3 separate regions of the Zea mays genome follow, and regions 1 and 3 are each linked to region 2. Evidence: chromatin contacts called from public Hi-C data. All regions are on one chromosome and are shown on one strand. Each heading gives the region's core, a stretch centred on a gene start, on an enhancer-like site or on the middle of the called end of the contact. The rest is flanking DNA. Distances are from core to core; before and after follow the strand shown.

Region 1 (4,241 bases), core at 492-2,991, 200 kb after region 2:
ATCTATTAACACTCTAAAATGAATACTATTTTGGGACGGATGGAGTATTTGGATATAAAAGGTTATCTGTATAGTAGATCAGAAGTTCCGACAATGGTTGCAAGTTGCAACTCCGACGTTGGATGTCTAGGGTTATCCCCACTTCGGAAGTTCCGACAAAGGTGAGAACTCTGAAGGACGTTGGAAGTTCCGTTAAACTAAAAAAACACTGTTCGAATTTGGATTTCTATGATAACCATTCCAAACTCAGGTAAAACATGAGAAAAACGTCTTGAAAAGGTTTTCTAATGGGACAAAAGTATCCATTTATACATATATTAGAGGATTATGACCGACTGAGCAATCTAATACATAATCAAACGAAAACTAATCTACTGTCTCTCTTTTGCCCTTCTAACCCTCATATTGTTGTTTATCTCTTTGATCCGAAATCAAGATGGTGCCCTAGACTTGTCAACCGACCTAGTATAACCAGATGACATTATTGCCTCGATGGAATGTCTCTCAACGAGAGCTTCAACATTTTTTTCTAGTTTAACCGAAAATTAATCGTTCTTCATCACATAAGCGCGATAACTATTCTTTTTGCCGGTTCTTGCCGCTATTCTTCGCGAGAACGTGTTGGTTACCCGTTGTGTTCTTTGATCCGTGATGACTCGAGCGATCTAGCTTTAGGCTCTTCCTGTGTTTTTCCTGTGAAAATAAACTGATTTATGTGAAATTTATGTATAATTGCTCTAAAATCCTTGTATTCCAAAGGGAGCCTTAGTTAATATGTGCTCAATCTTTATGTTAATATATTAAAATGATACACTTATGTTTGTGTAGTATACGGTTGATAATGTTTGCAATTAACTAGTACCCCTTCCATCCCATAAGTATACATCTCATTTATCAGTGAGTGAAACTCTTTTAAATTTGACTAAATATGCACACAAAAGCATAGGACTAGGAGTATTAATGTTCATAACGGGTATAAAAAAATACTAATGTTCAAAATGTGCAAAAGCTTTATAATATAGATCACGAGATGTACTATCATATATAAACATGTTTAGACATAAATATTGATGCCACTTTCTGTATAACTAGTTAAAGTTTGACCATTCGAGAAGCGTACCGTGCATTTTTTACTTAAAACTTGACCGAGTTGCCTCAAGTGTACAATCCAAAGGAGTTGGATCGGACGTAGACCCGCAATTATACGAGTTCTTCTCAAGTGCTCTCTGAACTCTGCACTGTTCGCACAGGTTTCTATTTGGTGCAACATCAAAGTTCGAAGTTTCAACCTCCGCCACTGCTTGTTGAGGAGATATAGTTTCGTTTCACGGAAGTTTCATCGAAGCCTCGAAGGTTCGGTAATGTTCTGGGCGCCTCCGGAACCAAGCGAGAAGCGAGAGAAACAGACACATGGTAATAAACTAGCATTTTTTTTTACAGAAGCGTATGCGTTAACCTTTTCCCAAATTCCCAGTTTATGGGTGGGCAATGGGCAGTCAAAGCCAACCTGCTCCCGTAATTAGGCGACCTTGCAGAATTCCTTTTTTTATCTCCAGGAAAGTTCAGAGACAAACAGAAAGCTGGGCGAAGAACGAAGGCACCTCGAAACCAAGCCTGGCCATGAGACCATCAAAATCTGTAAACAGCACGTAGTCACGGTGGGGCGCGGGCCTATATATTGTCTTGTCAGGCCTTGTTCGTCTCTTCAGAATCTTCAGACATCCGAGCGTCTTGCGCGTTCGATTTGAACCACTTGGCGCTGCTGCCTGACCGGTCCTCACCCCTCAACCCGCCGAACTTCCTCGTCACCGCCGGCGGCGATCGATCGTTGCCAAGTCTCCCACCATCGCCTCCACGGGAAAAAATGGCGCAGGAGGCTGCACCGGCGAGGCCGGTGGGCCCCACCAGGCTCGTCTACTTCGATGATATGGGGGCACTCCACCACTCATCCGCCACCGTTCTCTCCGTCCACCAGGTTTTTTCTCTTCCCTCCTCCGTAGGCGCGCAACCCTAGGCTGGAACCGGCGGGCGGCGGCCTATTGGCCTAAGCTAAGCTCCGGGTGTCCACAGGAGGAGGGCGGCCGGGTAGCGGTGGTGCTGGACGCCACGGTCTTCCACCCGCAGGGCGGCGGCCAACCGGCGGACACGGGCGTCATCTCCGCCGGCGGAGCCAGGTTCCTTGTTGAGGATGTGCGGGCGAAAGACGGAGTGGTGAGCATCCGGGGGGGGTTTCGCTACCCTCACGAAAAGCTGCAAACTTGTCTATGAACCATGCTGCTGTCGCAGGGATTTTGATTTTCCTCTTTTTTTCCCACTTTCCGTGCCCCACTCATTTTGTGATTGCACCCAGGTTTTCCACTACGGAAGATTTGAGGGCACGGAGCAAGGATGTGGGACTGTATTTAAGGAGGGGGGAACCGTTAGCTTGCAGGTCGACGCAGAACGACGCAGCTTTAATTCAAGGTGATGCGATCTGAATGGTCCATACTAGTTAAGTTGCTTGAAGCTAACATTAATTCGTAGCTGACATCCTGGCCAGATGATCCATACTAGTATTTCCACGGGGAATGCCTGTAGAAGTAGTGATGTATTCAGCTCATAGATACTCAATGTAATAAGCAGTTTGAGAATTTCATCAACCAGTTTCTGTCAGCTCGTAACCATTTCATTATTTCTGAAAGTCTAAGCTTTACTTCTCATTATGCTATCGCTGTAATGCTCCAGGCTTCATTCTGCTGGCCATTTGTTGGACATCTGTGTTCACAATGTAGGCCTCTTTCATCTGGAGCCTGGGAAAGGCTATCATTTTCCTGATGGGTATGATTGGTTACCTTTGATGCATTTATTCTTTTGCTCTTTGTATGGATAGCATTTGGGTCCAGTTGTTACTAGCTGCTGGCATTTCATCTCATTTTAGCATTTACCAGTTTTGCTCTCTTGTGCCTCTGTTCTTTGTAGACCGTTTGTTGAGTATAAGGGAATAATTCCTCCAGATCAAATACCGGTTAAGAAAAATGAACTGGAAAGAGAGGCCAATAGACTAATTTCAGAAGGAGCGAAGGTGGATAAGCAAGCTGACTATGTTGAAGTTCACATCATCCATTCTGTCGTCTTTTAAGTGTTCACCCTTTTTGCAGGTCTTAGCTTCTGTTTTTCCTTATGAGGAGGCAGCCATATTATGCGGAGGTTCTTTGCCTAGCTACATTTCAAAGGTTAGTCCTGTAGACTTCTTATATGCATTGTCTTTGCTTGTACCAAATCTACACTCCACCGGCATCATTGATCGTATACATTTGAATGTCTTTTTAGTAAATACCATTCCAGTTTACTTCTTAGTTCTTACTCAAGGATTGCAGAAACATTTCTTATCTCTTGATCTATTGACATCATCACTGTGTGATACTCCATGGTCCATGCGATTCAAAATACATATTTTAGAGTTGTGCACAGCTATTAAGAAATTATTCCTTTTAAAATACTACACCCGTTCTCGAATATTTGTCACCCGCTAGTTCATTTTTGAACTAAAACACGACAAATAAAAAAGAACGGAGGGAGTAATAAGAAATTTGATGCCAAAACTGAAAGAGATTCATTTATTTGTGAGAATGTTATCTAAAAACATTATTTATGAGAGTGATAATATTTATGTAGCAAGGGCAGGAAAGGAAGTACTAGAGAGCAAAAAGTGCCTAGAAGTTCTAGGATGACATGTATTTTAAAAGAAATTGAGAAGGTTAAAACAACAAATATTTTGAATCAGAGGGAATATACCTGCATTTGCATCTGAAAAATGCATAAGGCTGCATTTCTGTGTGTGAGTATGTCTTGAATTATCATCGAAATCGAGCATCAATAGTTAGATTTTAACCAGAAATATTCTAACGAAGATGTCTATTTTTCAAAGTTTTGTGTTTATCATTAACATTGTTTGCGACATTATGTTTTCATGGCAGGATAGCAATCCTCGCATTGTTAAGTTTGGGGATAACCCTGGTGGTCCTTGCGGTGGCACTCATGTTGCCGACATTTCAATCATCAACAGCCTAAAGGTGATTGTTTTTTTTTGCCAAGCTAGTTTTCTCACAGCTGGATTTCCCAGGCCTGTCAAGTTTCATACAGAACTATCCACTGGTCTTAAAAACTAAGGCCCTGACTGTTTACCCTCTAGATTATATAATCTAGCTTAATTAAGTTGAGATGTAATTATGTAAACAAACAATATATATTATTAAGTTATA
Region 2 (3,907 bases), core at 435-2,934:
TGGGTAAATCTCTACTTGAGCACAAATTTTTGGTCCAACCTACGCGGATATCCATGATATCAGTGCCAAACCTGCAAACCCACACAGGTGTTGGTCAGCAACAATATAAGCATTAAATGCATAAAACGAAGGGGGAATACAATTAAATTTGCATCATTTCTTTTTTCGCTAAGCCTACGGCACTGGGTACGCCCTTGAAAGGGAAAATTGATGCAAACAGCTGTTCGCCCAAAACCCAAATCAGTAATCCGATAAAAGCGAGAAAAGAAAAACTACTCTGCATATTTCAATCTCATATTTAACTAGCGAGGTGAACATGGTTTATAACAACCAAGCCTCAAATAAAAGATAATGGTCATCATATTTCCTGAAAAACTAGAAGCAGAGATGGTAAAGTTTAAAACATAAGGTTTATTATTCCCATCCTGAAATAAATTCCCTTGGAATGTGAGGTCTAAAGGCCAGTTTGTGGTTGCAAAATGTTGTGATGCGCTACACGGCAGCTGTGGAATACAGTTTTTTTTACGGGAATATTTACTGCTTCCAGTTTTTTTTCCTGGTACGGATCTAAATGCTTTGAGCTAAATACAAACATTATAGGATCTAAGAAAAGGTGCTTTCAAAAAGGTACCATAATGCCAAACGCTAATGGCATGGCAACTGTAAAAAGTTTGTACATTCTTGCTGAAATAATGCCCCTGATCACTCATATAAGCAAAGGTTACACCAGGTTTGGTTATAAAAGACATTGGGGCAGAACATTCATCATCCAGGCAAAAAAGGCTGCCACCCTAGGTTATTGTTTATATCCAAAACTTCTTTAGATGCTAATACAATAGCTTGAAGAATAATACCAGTCATCAGCGTGGCTGCGTTCATGGAAATTTGCAAGATCCTCAGCGTAAGCACCATCCTGAAAATTCTGCAAGCCCAGCAAGGGAGGTTCAACGTAGCTGGAGTCATGGACATCCTTGTCGAAGCTGTTAAAGATCCACAGCAAAGATAACTTGAATACACTAGGCCCATACAAAATAGAAAAATTTATTGCTATTTTGCCACTCTCAGTCCATTTTGGACCAAAATGCAATAACCGACAGATCATTGGACCAAATTAAGCTTAATCAAGGGGGAAGAGAATCGATGCCTTCGTTTCCCCAAAGCTAGGAATCAGATCACAGATGGTCGCTCATTTTGGGGCACAGGAACAAAAAATGGAGTAGAATCAGATCACCTGAAGTCGGAGGAGGGGTGGACGGCAACCGTTGCGGAGGGCGCGGCCGCAGAGGAGGCGGAGGAGGAGGCTAGGAGGACCTCGGCGGTGTCGGAGTAACGCTGATCGTCGTCGAGGGTGCTGCCGTAGTCGCTCTTGATCGACCACGAGTCCGCGGCCACCGACCGGTCGTCGTCCGACGCCATCTCTCCTGGGGGCGCGACGGGGACCCAAGCCCCGCCGCTGACCATCCTGGAAGGGAAGATCTCCGGGTCCTCTGGCGGCCATCGAATCCCTGCCATGGTTCTCGCCGTCGCCTCGCCGGAACCCTAGTCTTCTCGTGCCGCTCGCGTGCTGGTTGTGCCGGAAGGAGGGGAACGACGGGTGCGAGGCGGTCAGCGACTCAGCGGAGGGGTTGGCCTACGTGTTGGTGTCTCGCTTCGTTGGGGTGGCACGGGGGGTACTGGGAGCAAGACCTTCACCTTGGACGGTTGGAGCTTATTGTACTGAAACATGGGGCCACAAAAGAACAGGACCACAAATCAGTTTGAAGGGTAGAAACTGTGGTGCGCGCCAGATTGGGTCGAAGGCCGAGCCGCCCGGACTGGCCCGTTTTTCTATATCTATACTATAATTAAAGCATCAGTTTCAACGGTCGTCCTGCGTCATTTTTTTACAAATAACCCCTCACAGCTATTTCAAATTAATCTGTTGCACGTCTATAGATGTCAAACGATGTCCGACACGGGCTATATGCACGCGGGCCACAACTATGACACATGCACATCATACCGGCCTGCTAACTGTGTCGGGCCAGCCCATTAGCCCGTCGATCCATTTAATTAAATCAGCGTAAGGACGCCCGACACGGGTTAGATGCACGCGGGCCACAACTATGGCACAGGCACATCATGCCAGCCTGCTAACTGTGTCGGGCCAGCCCTTCGATCCATTTAATTAAATCAGCATAAAATATTAAAAAAATGGTGCAGGAGGTGGGGTTCGAACTCATGCCCTGATGGAAGAAACACTGGGTGAAACTGTCTAACCAGTAGAACATCACGCTAAAATATTGTTAATATTGACTATAAATTGTATATAGGTATATACGTTATTTTGTAAAATAAAAAAATAATCGTGTCGGGCCGGGCCAGTACTACGGGCCGAGGCTACGACCCAAGCATGACACAATATTCTTGGCTCTTGCAAGCATTAGGTCGTTTCTGAGACCACATTGGCGCAATGGACTACATGGTGTTTGAGATTGCTGAATTAGATAGAGCAGCAATGATTTGTCACACTAACAGCAAAATGAAAGGTTATTTGTTGGTTTTAAACGTTTGTAATTGCTACGAAGTGGCATAATTTATATGGAGCGCATTCAGTTTTTATTGATGCCTGACTTTAGCAATCACTCTATATTTTGATCTATCTTTTTTATAAGTTTGACTTCATGGGACTTATTTTATAAACTTGATCTCACAAACTCTCTTATTTGGTCTATGTATGATGGAATTATGTCATTTTATAATTTTTGTTCATTCAGTCAATCGTCGTGAACTCTCTTCTAATCGCTCTCTGTATAATATATTTATTTTTAATATTGACTATAAATTGTATATAGGTATATACATTATTTTGTAAAATAAAAAAATAATCATGTCGGGTCGGGCCAGTACTACGGGCCGAGGCTACGACCCAAGCATGACACGACGTTCTTGGCTCTTGCAAGCATTAAGTCGTTTCTGAGACCACATTGACGCAATGGACTACATGGTGTTTGAGATTGCTGAATTAGATAGAGCAGCAATGATTTATCACACTAATAGCAAAATGAAAGGTTATTTGTTGGTTTTAAACGTTTGTAATTGCTACGAAGTGACATAATTTATATGGAGCACATCCAGTTTTTATTGATGCCTGACTTTAGCAATCACTCTATATTTTGATCTATCTTTTTTATAAGTTTGACTTCATGGGACTTATTTTATAAACTTGATCTCACAAACTCTCTTATTTGGTCTATGTATGATGGAATTATGTCATTTTATAATCTTTGTTCATTCAGTCAATCGTTGTGAACTCTCTTCTAATCGTTCACTTCATTGACCGTGTTGTACCAAGACATATTTGTATAGAGTAAACAATAACATCAGTTAGCCAAATCAAAAAATATATTATACAGAGAGCGGAGACAATCAATAAAAAAATTTGAAATTTTTTGATAGATAGTTTACGTGGGTATTGTTGTAAGTCGTCACAACGCACGGGCAACCGACTAGTATTTTTTTAGGTAAGAGACTAACTTCTTAAATTTTTAAAAACTGATAATCTACTTTTTTTTACTGAGTCATAAATTAGTACTAGTTAAGCGTTAGTACGTTACAACGGTAAACAAAATATTCGTGCATAACGATTACATAAAAACAAATATCACATTATCTGGCAACAACCAATACAGAATTTAGGGGAGGTCGCGGGGAGGCGGCGTGGGGAGGGAGGTTGTGAAAGGGAAATGTGCCCTTGGGCCATTTCTAATTATTTTGGTGATTGAGTGCCAACACAAGTGGACTTATGTTAATCTAGACAAAGTGATGGACAAAGTGCAAATCAAGTGAAAATGTATGTTTCTAAGACTTAGTATATTGTTTTGGAGACTAATGTATTGTGTCTAAGTGCTGGAAACAGGAGAAATCA
Region 3 (4,043 bases), core at 471-2,970, 160 kb after region 2:
TGATGCTCCTATATGAAAAATGTTTGATTGTAGTCGGGTTAGATAGTTCGAGGTCAAAATCAGCCTCTACCCCAGCAGAAAATTACCAGTTATGTTTGTTTTTTAACGTATGACTGGTATGCCCCCTTCTAATCCTAGCCGGTGAGCTCGAGCATGCCTACTTTCCTTTTTGGCAGCAGAATAAGAAATCCCTTTGTCAACCTGATCTATTCCGTGCTTGCATTCGTGATTGCAACGTCATGGGAAGCAACTTCGGACAAATCTAATTTGTACTTCTTTGCCATTGCAGCGTCAGCCCGTCGCTTGTGTTGTTGCTGTTGGATTAATATAGGTTTAAACTAAATTAATATTTAATAATAGTCAATATTAATGATCTACTTTAATGTTATGTTATACTAATAGTTTAGTACCATATTGGAAGTTTAAAAGACAAATCAATCAATTTAAATAGATGGACCATTGGTGTATCTACTTAGAAGTTGAAATGGATGAAGGACTGACACACGCGCGCGGCCATGGCTCGTGGTAGATCGGATTTAGTCCGAATATTCTTTTCAAACGGTTGTGAATTTTGTCTGTCGTCCCACCTTAGGTTGAGCACAGAGAGTGGGAGGGAAGGCCTTCGAATTCGCCATTCGTTGATGTACACTTGCACAGTGTGCGCTGCTGGCTTCATCCGCTCGACCAGCGCCGCTTCGTCTACATCCGGTTCTTCGTCGTCGACGCCGTTCAAGGGATTGCACTGTGTACACATGCCTACATTGAACATATACACGAGATGTCTCGTGTGAATAGAGTCACTGATGTCTTGAACACTTCATATTTTATGTATTTGTGCATGTTACATTTCTGTTTAGTGCTTATGAGAATAGTGGTACACATGTGAACATACATGTTATCACATATATTACACTATTCTTCTAGATTAAATTAAAACTGATAATGTCTAATTTATAACAGTTGCTTACATGCGTGGGTCCGTGATGTTCTTGCGTGAGGATAAAACAAGTTGTTTGGTGAATTTAAGGGCTAAAACTGTACTATTTCGTAAATCTTGTATTGGTATAAGAAAATATTTTTCTAACGGAAGTCGACGAAATGTTACAAACAAATAATTTTGCAATCTTTTGATGGTACACGTCAAAGATTAAAATTTTTAGTGGTATATATCTAACACATCCAATTTTCCCTCTCTCAAACTACAGGGACGCTGCTAGTGAGACAATGACGTCACAAGGTAGTTAACATCGTAATTAGAGCATCTCCAACAACGTGACCTATAAAAATGCCCTATAATTTGAAAATAAGTATATTTTATAGAATTTAGGGCACCAACAAAACACCTCGCTCCAACAGTAAAGCCTCAAATCTAGATTATAGGGCAGCCCACTACGGTGTAGTATATTTGAGTCACTTGAGAGGGTGCCCCATAGTTTTTTGACAAAAATTTATGAAATAGGACACTGTTGGAGTAGTTTTTCCTGTGTAGAGCCCCATATTTCAATTTGAGACACTAATTTGAGGCATTGTTGGAGATGCTCTTAGAGACTTGTTTGTTTTCTCTGATTATATAATCTAGTATATGGATTATATAAGCATATATTAACATATTTATGGATTATTATAATTTAGATATCTTAAATTACATAATCCATCTAATGACCTGTATGTTTGTTTACGTCGGTCTAGATGTATGTGCACCTGCTGTCTTATAAAATTGTCGGCCTTGGCCCAAGCCAAGGACCCTTTCGCTTCTCTCAGTCTACGACTAGGCGGCGGCGGCGGCCTTCACGCACGAGCCTTCGCCGCCTATACTTGCGCTTCGTCGAGCCGGTGAGTCCCGTTTTTGCCCGCTTATTTTGCGTTTTCTCCAAATCTTTTGCTGACAAAAATCGACGATGTTTGTTTTGAGTTTCCTCCCGCATGAAGAAATCGTTGAATTTTGAAAGTATATGATGCTATGATGGTAGCGCGTTTGGGTTCCAGATCGGGGTGAGTGGAGCCAGATCTGTGAGCTGCAGGGGTTAAATGTCGTAAAGCGCAGTTAGGGTTTGGGGGTGACGGTGGTTCTCGGCTATTTTTCAGATCTGTGATATTTTCGAGAATTCTCGGGTGTGCTGGCTTCGAGTTTTGTGAGCTCTCTGTTGTGTGATGTGCAAGTTATAGGAATTGGATGTGGCTGGGATTTGAGTATGCTCTATTGCCTCTATGCACGGATGTGTTTCTCTTAGTGGACAATGGCCCTTTTAAATTGCTTTTCTCGAATTCATATTTTCCAACTGTGTTTTCTTTTGTTGCCATTGCAGGTGAATTGTGGTCTAAGAACAAGAGGGAAGGATCTTTCTCCAGACTTCGCAATTTTGGACGACGAGGTAAGGAAGTGTATAATCGTGCATACTCGGTGTTTGTTTCTTGGTGGCGACTGCAATTAGCTTTAGTTTCTCTTAGTGTTAGGGTCTGTTTGGATACCAAGGCTAATTGCTAGCTAGCTAAAATTTAGCTCTAGTACATCCAACATGAGAGCTAATAGTTGAGATATTTTTTAGCCAAGTCTTCAACTAGTTATTAGCTAACGACCTAGCCAACCATAACTAATTGAGCTAATTTTTAGCCCTAACTAGTATCTCAAACAGGCCTTTAACCTTCATGCTTGTGCGGTGTGGTTTTATAAACATGTAACCACAGCTTGGTTCCAATCTTGTATTACTGTCATTTCGAAATATAAGATGTTGGTAATTAAATTGATTGGAACTATGTGTCTCTTTTGCTGCACCCAGATTCATAACCATAATCATGTTTAAACACGTGCTGTATGAAGAGTCATCTTTCATTTATCAAGGGCAACTGATTTTGGTCTACCATATCGTCCTCGCATAAGTAATTTTTAGGATATTGCTTATAATTGTGATACCTTTGAGATCCCTTTTGTTAACATAGTTTTATGAGCTTAAAATCTTAGAAGCCATCTAGCTTTGAACATGATTGATTGGCCACTCTTCTTAGAAAGTTGTCTTGAACAAAAAATGAACTGCGTGGGTATTATATGAGAATACTTTGGTTACATTTGAGGCTTAAACTAGCTCAAAGCGCCTCCAAGTAATTTGATGCCAGGGATTAATTCACCACATTTGTTATGCCTGTACATGGAAGTTTATTGTAGAAGGCTTTCAATCTATCTGATTAGATTTACATCTCTACTATTGTGCTATATAATTTCACAAGTTCAAAAAACTAACAGTGTTTTTATCTCTCTTCTATGAGATGCACTTCCTTGCATCATTTCATGTCCCTACAGGTTTTGTGTTATCTGGTTTGTCGGGATGGATGCCAAAAAGTTCCTGCAGCTGGTCGAAGAGAAGAAAAGGAGGATCCTCGAGAAGAAAGAAGCCCCACTAAAGTGGCAGCAGAAGCTAGAAGCAGCAGTTAACGTCAAAGCTGATGCAGAAGCGAAGGCGAAAAAACTAAAATCAAGAAAGCATAGGAGGAGAGGAGATTCTTCCTCGGACTCTGACAGTGACTATGACAGCGATGTTGATCGGAAACACCGGAGGAGGAAGGATCGTAGAAGGAACAAGAAGCATGAGCATTCTGACTCTGATGATGCCAGGAGAGGCAAGCGTAGGTCCAAAAAGGGCTCAGACTCAAGTGATGAGAGCAACCGTGAATATGAAAGCGGGTCTGAAGAAGAACATACAAAGAAGAAGCGTTTGCACAGAAGAAGGCATCACAGACACTCTTCAAGGTCAGACTCTGAAGACAACAGTGATGAGGAAGAGCGGAGATCTGCCAAGGACCATTCTCAGCCCCGCAGACGCCACCATCAGTCTTCTGATGATGGCTCGGACAAGGTCAGGTTGAGACATGGGAAGCGTCTGAGATCAAGTGACGAGAATGCTCGGCCAGATTCCAACAGCCATAAGCATCTCAGGAGCCAATCCTTGGAGGAGTCATCAGATGATAGAGATGATGATGGACCAGAGAAGATAAGAAATGGCAAAAGGTATCACAAGAATCATCACCGTCACCACCATCATCATCGTCAC

Evidence for each region. Hi-C and Micro-C count contacts between places; a contact is called where the count stands out from the background.
Region 1: a contact with region 2 is called in a Hi-C map of leaf, with 8 times the contacts expected there. The contact joins the promoter of LOC100216661 here to the promoter of LOC100282217 in region 2. A contact is called at or near these places in 4 of 25 Hi-C or Micro-C datasets (ear, leaf, root tip and 1 more) and 1 of 3 datasets of contacts at active chromatin or transcription factors (seedling).
Region 3: a Hi-C map of leaf shows a contact between it and region 2, with 6 times the contacts expected there. The contact joins the promoter of LOC100272661 here to the promoter of LOC100282217 in region 2. A contact is called at or near these places in 6 of 25 Hi-C or Micro-C datasets (bundle sheath, ear, leaf and 1 more) and 2 of 3 datasets of contacts at active chromatin or transcription factors (leaf and seedling).

What each region holds. Positions count from the first base shown.
Region 1 is chr8:10,510,857-10,515,097 of Zm-B73-REFERENCE-NAM-5.0, reverse strand. It overlaps LOC100216661, which reads left to right and starts at 1,741. Exons shown (of 4, transcript NM_001143072.1): 1 at 1,741-2,463; 2 at 2,725-3,212; 3 at 3,957-4,052. The coding sequence starts at 3,081.
Region 2 is chr8:10,710,149-10,714,055 of Zm-B73-REFERENCE-NAM-5.0, reverse strand. It overlaps LOC100282217 (SLL2), which reads right to left and starts at 1,684. Exons shown (of 7, transcript NM_001366185.1): 1 at 1,232-1,684; 2 at 855-980; 3 at 1-71. The coding sequence starts at 1,512.
Region 3 is chr8:10,546,016-10,550,058 of Zm-B73-REFERENCE-NAM-5.0, reverse strand. LOC100272661 reads left to right here and starts at 1,720. Exons shown (of 3, transcript NM_001156443.2): 1 at 1,720-1,833; 2 at 2,307-2,372; 3 at 3,296-4,043. The coding sequence starts at 3,321.